2 separate regions of the Mus musculus genome follow, and region 2 is linked to region 1. A link is a contact called in public HiChIP or PLAC-seq data. All regions are on one chromosome and are shown on one strand. The core of a region is the stretch at or near the end of the contact, and the rest is flanking DNA. Distances in the headings are between cores, read along the strand shown. Region 1 has its middle 25 kb from the start of Gm46120. Region 2 overlaps Lipc (lipase, hepatic).

What was found. HiChIP or PLAC-seq counts read pairs in DNA pulled down with a chosen protein or histone mark.
Region 2: an H3K27ac HiChIP or PLAC-seq map of large pre-B cells shows a contact between it and region 1, with 2.7 times the contacts expected there. The contact joins two enhancer-like sites. A contact is called at or near these places in 1 of 484 Hi-C or Micro-C datasets (nephron progenitors), 3 of 115 datasets of contacts at active chromatin or transcription factors (extraembryonic endoderm stem cells, large pre-B cells and trophoblast stem cells) and 1 of 9 other capture datasets (embryonic stem cells).

The regions. Positions count from the first base shown.
Region 1 is chr9:71,092,893-71,095,592 of GRCm38.p6, forward strand. No RefSeq gene overlaps it. Among named protein-coding and RNA genes, the nearest start is that of Gm46120, 25 kb to the left of the region's middle. Within about 2 kb of position 1,364, at least 6 of the 459 cell types and tissues checked have an H3K27ac peak or open chromatin away from gene starts, as enhancers often do.
Region 2 is chr9:70,874,768-70,877,467 of GRCm38.p6, forward strand. All of the region lies in intron 1 of Lipc (lipase, hepatic), which reads right to left. Among named protein-coding and RNA genes, the nearest start is that of Gm32017, 38 kb to the right of the region's middle. Within about 2 kb of position 1,289, at least 16 of the 459 cell types and tissues checked have an H3K27ac peak or open chromatin away from gene starts, as enhancers often do.

The DNA of each region.
Region 1 (2,700 bases), core at 114-2,613:
AAAAAACCAAACAACCCTCTCAAAAAACATCCCAGAGATAAATGAGTGTGTGTAATGCTGAAGATGTAATTCACCCAGTCTGGGATTTAGCTTACACATGGTAGTCAGCTCAGTTGTGTAGCCAGCTGCTATTCCCTGCTGTCTACCACAGGACAATGATTAGACTATTTCTCCAATCTCTTCTTAAATAGTACCGTGGACTTATGAGAGATTTTATATTTTTCCCTTATTGTCCTTAGTGACACACTGCCTCATATCTAACAGAATAATTTGTCATCTAATAATCATCATTTGTGTCATCTTTAATTTGATATATTTTATGTCATGAATATTTTATCAAAGTCATTGATAAAATTGATGAGTAGGACTTAACCCATTTAGTATTTTTTAAAAACAAAAGTATTTTAAAATATTTGTTTGCATGTGTTGTAGTTTGGGGCATGGGGTGGGGTTGTACACTTCCTGAAGGTGCTAGAAAAAGCCAGAAGAGGGCATCTGCTCTGGATCTGGAGATACAGGCAGCTGTAATGCACCTGACATGGGCACGGGAGACCAAAGACCACTCTTAATTGCTGAACCATCCTTCCAGCTCCATACAGTTAATCTTTTAGTAAGGTGCTTTAAATATTTTTCTGAGTAGTTTTTGATACTTGAATGGAGCAACACTTAGTGAATGGTCATTGCAGCTGAAAAAAGAAAAACCATCCAAATTTGCCACCCATATAATAATTACTCTTTTATCATCTGCAGTTTTACAAATAAGTCATACACATTTTATTCAAAGCACTGATTAAAATTTTCAAATGGGACCTGGCAAATTCAGAGTCCTTTGGGAGGACACTCAGGCCAATGGAGTAGAGGTTTTGTTCTATCCTCTGAGTGACACTTAAGAAAGGTTCTAGCTACAAACTTGGCTGATCAGTAGCTCTTCATGCTGGTCTTCTATTCCCTTTGGCTCATGATGACATTGTGGAGAATTTAGAGTTGAGATATATTGGTTCTTTCTGTGTATTTTCAGAAAAGAACACTCTAATGAAATGATTTAAATTTAGTCTGACATGGCTGGCTGCTATGTTATCAACTTGTGTAGTTTCCTAATGAACACTAATTTGTTCCCTACATGATCATGAATAATTCATCCTGGGATCTGGAGAACTCAGGTTTGGTGATCCAACACACCTGGGTTGAAATCCTGGCTCTCATCATTGTGAACAAGGCCAGCTAGTCAGCTTCTCTGGGCCTCAGTTTCTCTTTTGCACAGTGAGAATGATCGAATTTCCCTCCCGGGTTTGATGTGATGTTCAAAACAGGAAGTTGTCACAGAAGCTAACAGCTTCTGGAACAGGCAGAAGCCACAGAGCTACTGAGGCAGAACCCATTTTGGGCTCTTGACATCCGGGCACCTTCCCTGCCAGAGGAGGGGCGCCTGCCCCACCTAGGAGGGCTTTGCCGTAGCACCTGGGGGAGCCACCTTGGTTCCCGGATCCTGCTGAGACTAGTCTGCACAGGTGAGAGTGTGGACCACAGAAGCTAACAGCTTCTGGACACAGGCCCTGTTTTGGGCCTTCATCTTCTGCCAGGAAGCAGGTCCGAACTCCAGATATCTGTGCACCTTCCCTGCAAGAGGAGAGCTAGCCTGCAGAGAGTGCTCTAACCACTGAAACTCAGGAGAGAGCTAGTCTCCCATGTCGGCTGATAGAGCCTAACAGAATCATGAGAGGAACAAGCTCTAACCAGAGACAACTATAACAACTAACTCCAGAGATTACCAGATGGTGAAAGGCAAACGTAAGAATCTTACTAACAGAAACCAAGACCACTCACCATCATCAGAACTGAGCACTCCCACCTCTGCGAGTCCTGGGCACCTCGACACACCCGAAAAGCTAGACCCAGATTTAAAAGCATATCTCATGATGATGGTAGAGGACATCAAGAAGGACTTTAATAACTCGCTTAAAGAAATACAGGAGAACACTGCTAAAGAGTTACAAGTCCTTAAAGAAAAACAGAAAAACACATCTAAACAGGTGATGGAAATGAACAAAACCATACAAGACCTAAAAAGGGAAGTAGACACAATAAAGAAAACCCAAAGTGAGGCAACGCTGGAGATAGAAACACTAGGAAAGAAATCTGGAACCATAGATGCGAGCATCAGCAACAGAATATAAGGGATGGAAGAGAGAATCTCAGGTGCAGAAGATTTCAGAGAGAACATCTGCACAACAATCAAAGAAAATGCAAAATGCAAAAAAATCTTAAAACATCCAGTAAATCCAGGACACAATGAGAAGACCAAACCTACAGATAATAGGAGTAGATGAGAATGAAGATTTTCAACTTAAAGGGCCAGCAAATATCTTCAACAAAATTATAGAAGAAAACTTCCCAAACCTAAAGAAAGAGATGCCCATGAACATACAAGAAGCCTACAGAACTCCAAATAGACTGGACCAGAAAAGAAATTGCTCCCAACATATAATAATGAGAACAAAAAAATGCACTAAATAAAGATAGAATATTAAAAGCAGTAATGGAAAAAGGTCAAGTAACATATAAAGGCAAGCCAATAAGAATTACACCAGATTTTTCACCAGAGACTATGAAAGCCAGAAGAGCCTGGACAGATGTTATACAGACACTAAGAGAACACAAATGCCATCCCAGGCTACTATATGCAGCCAAACTTTCAATTAC
Region 2 (2,700 bases), core at 39-2,538, 220 kb before region 1:
ATACTGTATTAGCATATAGTAATAACAAGAGTAATGTAGTGGCATCCTAATGATGCATATGTTTTCCACTGCCATTAGTGGGGAACTTAGTTTATGTTTTAAACACTCTCCTATCTGCTTTTCCCAAACAGGAGTCAAGGACTTTGCATAACTAGGCCAAAAGGGCTCCAAGCCACAGGGGAGAGGGTGTGGCACCTCTGGTTGGAAGTGTTGGGGCACTTGTCCCTGCTGCATGAATCTGGGTAGCACTTGGGCACTTGTTGAGGGCAATTCACAATGGATGCCTTGTTATTCTCTGGGGTGTCAAGGTATCCAACTAGGTCAGAAAGGCAGGTCAAGAACAATGCCTCTCTTCCTGGTCACATGTGAAAGCATTGGTAGACAGGCCTCCCAGCCTCCGGGCCTGTTAGTGTCCTGAGATACCAACTACAGTCTTGTGGCAGGTGGTATTTCAGGCACCACTGAGCTGTCACAGGATCAATAGTCCCAAGGTATGACAGCCCTCCTTGGATAGCACCCTGCAGCCAGGCCCAGGGTGAAGGAGGGACAGCGTTGTACGTTTCTGAGCAGGCAATGGCACTATTGTGTGTCCTTGTGTTTGGCAGACACTATCACCCCCACGAAATGCCAGCCTCTGGGCATCTAGCTTTGGGGCAGGTTTTGGGAGCAGGATGTCTGTCTTTCTGCAGCCCTGACTGTCAGGGACTGGGGATCAGGATTGAGTTTCTTTCCTGGATTTTCAAGGGTTCTTTTGTTCCTTCACCTCCCGAGTGTAGGAGGTAAATCTGAGAATAACTCTGAGGCAGCAAGCTGGAAATTCAATTCCCTGTGAACTCTGCTCCTGCTAGGCCGTGTAATGGGATCACTCTTGCTTAGCAGGTGTGCTACAGTCAGGTTTCCACCTGCTGTAATTACAGGTCCTCCACACTTCCCCAGTTCCGGGCTTTCTGAGCCCTGGCATTTTTGCAAGTGTGTCTCCTGTCCTTAATAACTGGTTGGCAGGCATTCATCAGCACCATAAGTAACTGGGCACCGCCTCTCCTCACCACCTCTCCTTTCTTGTTTGAGAGACAGACCAAGGGCTCAACCTACTTAAAGACTCTGAGTTCAGAGAGCAGGAGACGACAGGGATGAAACATGTCTCCATATTCCATTTTGGGGTTTTAATTTATATTCTCCCGGAGAGCTGCAGATTAGAGGTTGTGAAACTCTCAGGGCAGAACAATTTCTATAAATACAAGTGATGTGAGTGTAAGGGGCAGGGTTTGGAGAGAGGACATCTTGCATGTTTCCTGGGTTGAGACAACCACAGGGGAGTTTATCCCATGGCTGGAGCTGGTTCTCAGAGGAGCCAGGGTCATGTGTGTTTGTGGCAATGGAGAGCCTATACACAATACTTGCAGGTTTGGGGCTGGAGTGGAGCCCACTGCATTGCAAAAGGAACATGATCAATTCTCTTTCTTCCTTTATTGATGGAAGTTCTAGTGCTAGAAGCTGATAGCCAGCCTGGCATATTCACAGCTCTCCTGTAGACACTTCCTTCCTGGCCTGTTCCCTCGAGCTCCCACTGTCTCCACCCCACTTGTGTTATTTAAGTCCTGACTCTGTGGCCCTTTAGCAAGTTCCCAAAACGCCGGGAACCTTAGTCTTCTGGTTTTAATACATTGGATCATAAACCCTATCTCATAGACTGGTTTAGAATGAAAAATGAATTTAATATTATAGAGTCTGAGACAAGCCAAGGGCCAAGTGAACATAATTTTTCTTCATAATACTAGTGGGTCATAGCTGGTAAAACTCCTCAGGAGGCATCTTCTGACCATGACAAGACTGCAAGGCCTCCCTTCCCAATAATTACAAACAGTTGAGTTTTGGACCACAGGGATAATAGTTTTGAGAAGTGAAACTTTTTGGAGCTCAAATTCTGTTATGTAGGTGAATGTCTTTTCAGGTTATTTGAATAGTCAGTTCTGTATGGCCATGTGATTGAAGGCCAAAAGAGAAACATAGCTATTATCTCTATTGCTTACTAGGCCTTTAGCCCCTCAAGAGTTTTGTCAAGTATCCAGAAAGACCAGAGTATCAGAAATGAAAGATTAAGACTAAGTTTCCTTCTCAAACGGTAGAACCTGGACTCCTAAATCTCACCCCTTTCTCACTGAGATGTAAGAGGGAGCGTGTCCCTAGGTTGTTAGAAGACTTGGGGTACTTGCTCCTGGACACATTCCCTCCATGCAGACAAGAGGGCTATAAAAAAGCAGCAACTTACTCTCCATTTTCTATAACCCTGGGTACTGGAATCCAAGAAGTGGTCTAGAATGCCTTCACTCCTACACATCTTCTTCTCCCAAGGCCAGTCCTTCTGTGCTAGAGGTCGCAAGCTGTGGCTTTGTTCCTCTGACATTTCAGGGGATGGGGCATGTAGTGGAGGTGACAGTCCCCACAAGCCCAGGCAAAGATAGGCAAGACCCAAGCTCAGGACTAAGTGCTATATAACAAAATAACACTAAAAATGAGGACATTCCTACAAGTTTGCTGAGCCAGGGTGGACATGAGGGACTATTCTAAATACCCAGCCTGGCACCTAGCACTTGCAAGGACATTAATAGATAGCTGGTGGCTGAATGACAGTGTCCTGGCTAGCATTGACTGTCAACCAGACATAGCCTAGTGTCACCTAAAGAAAGCAAGAGTCTCAAC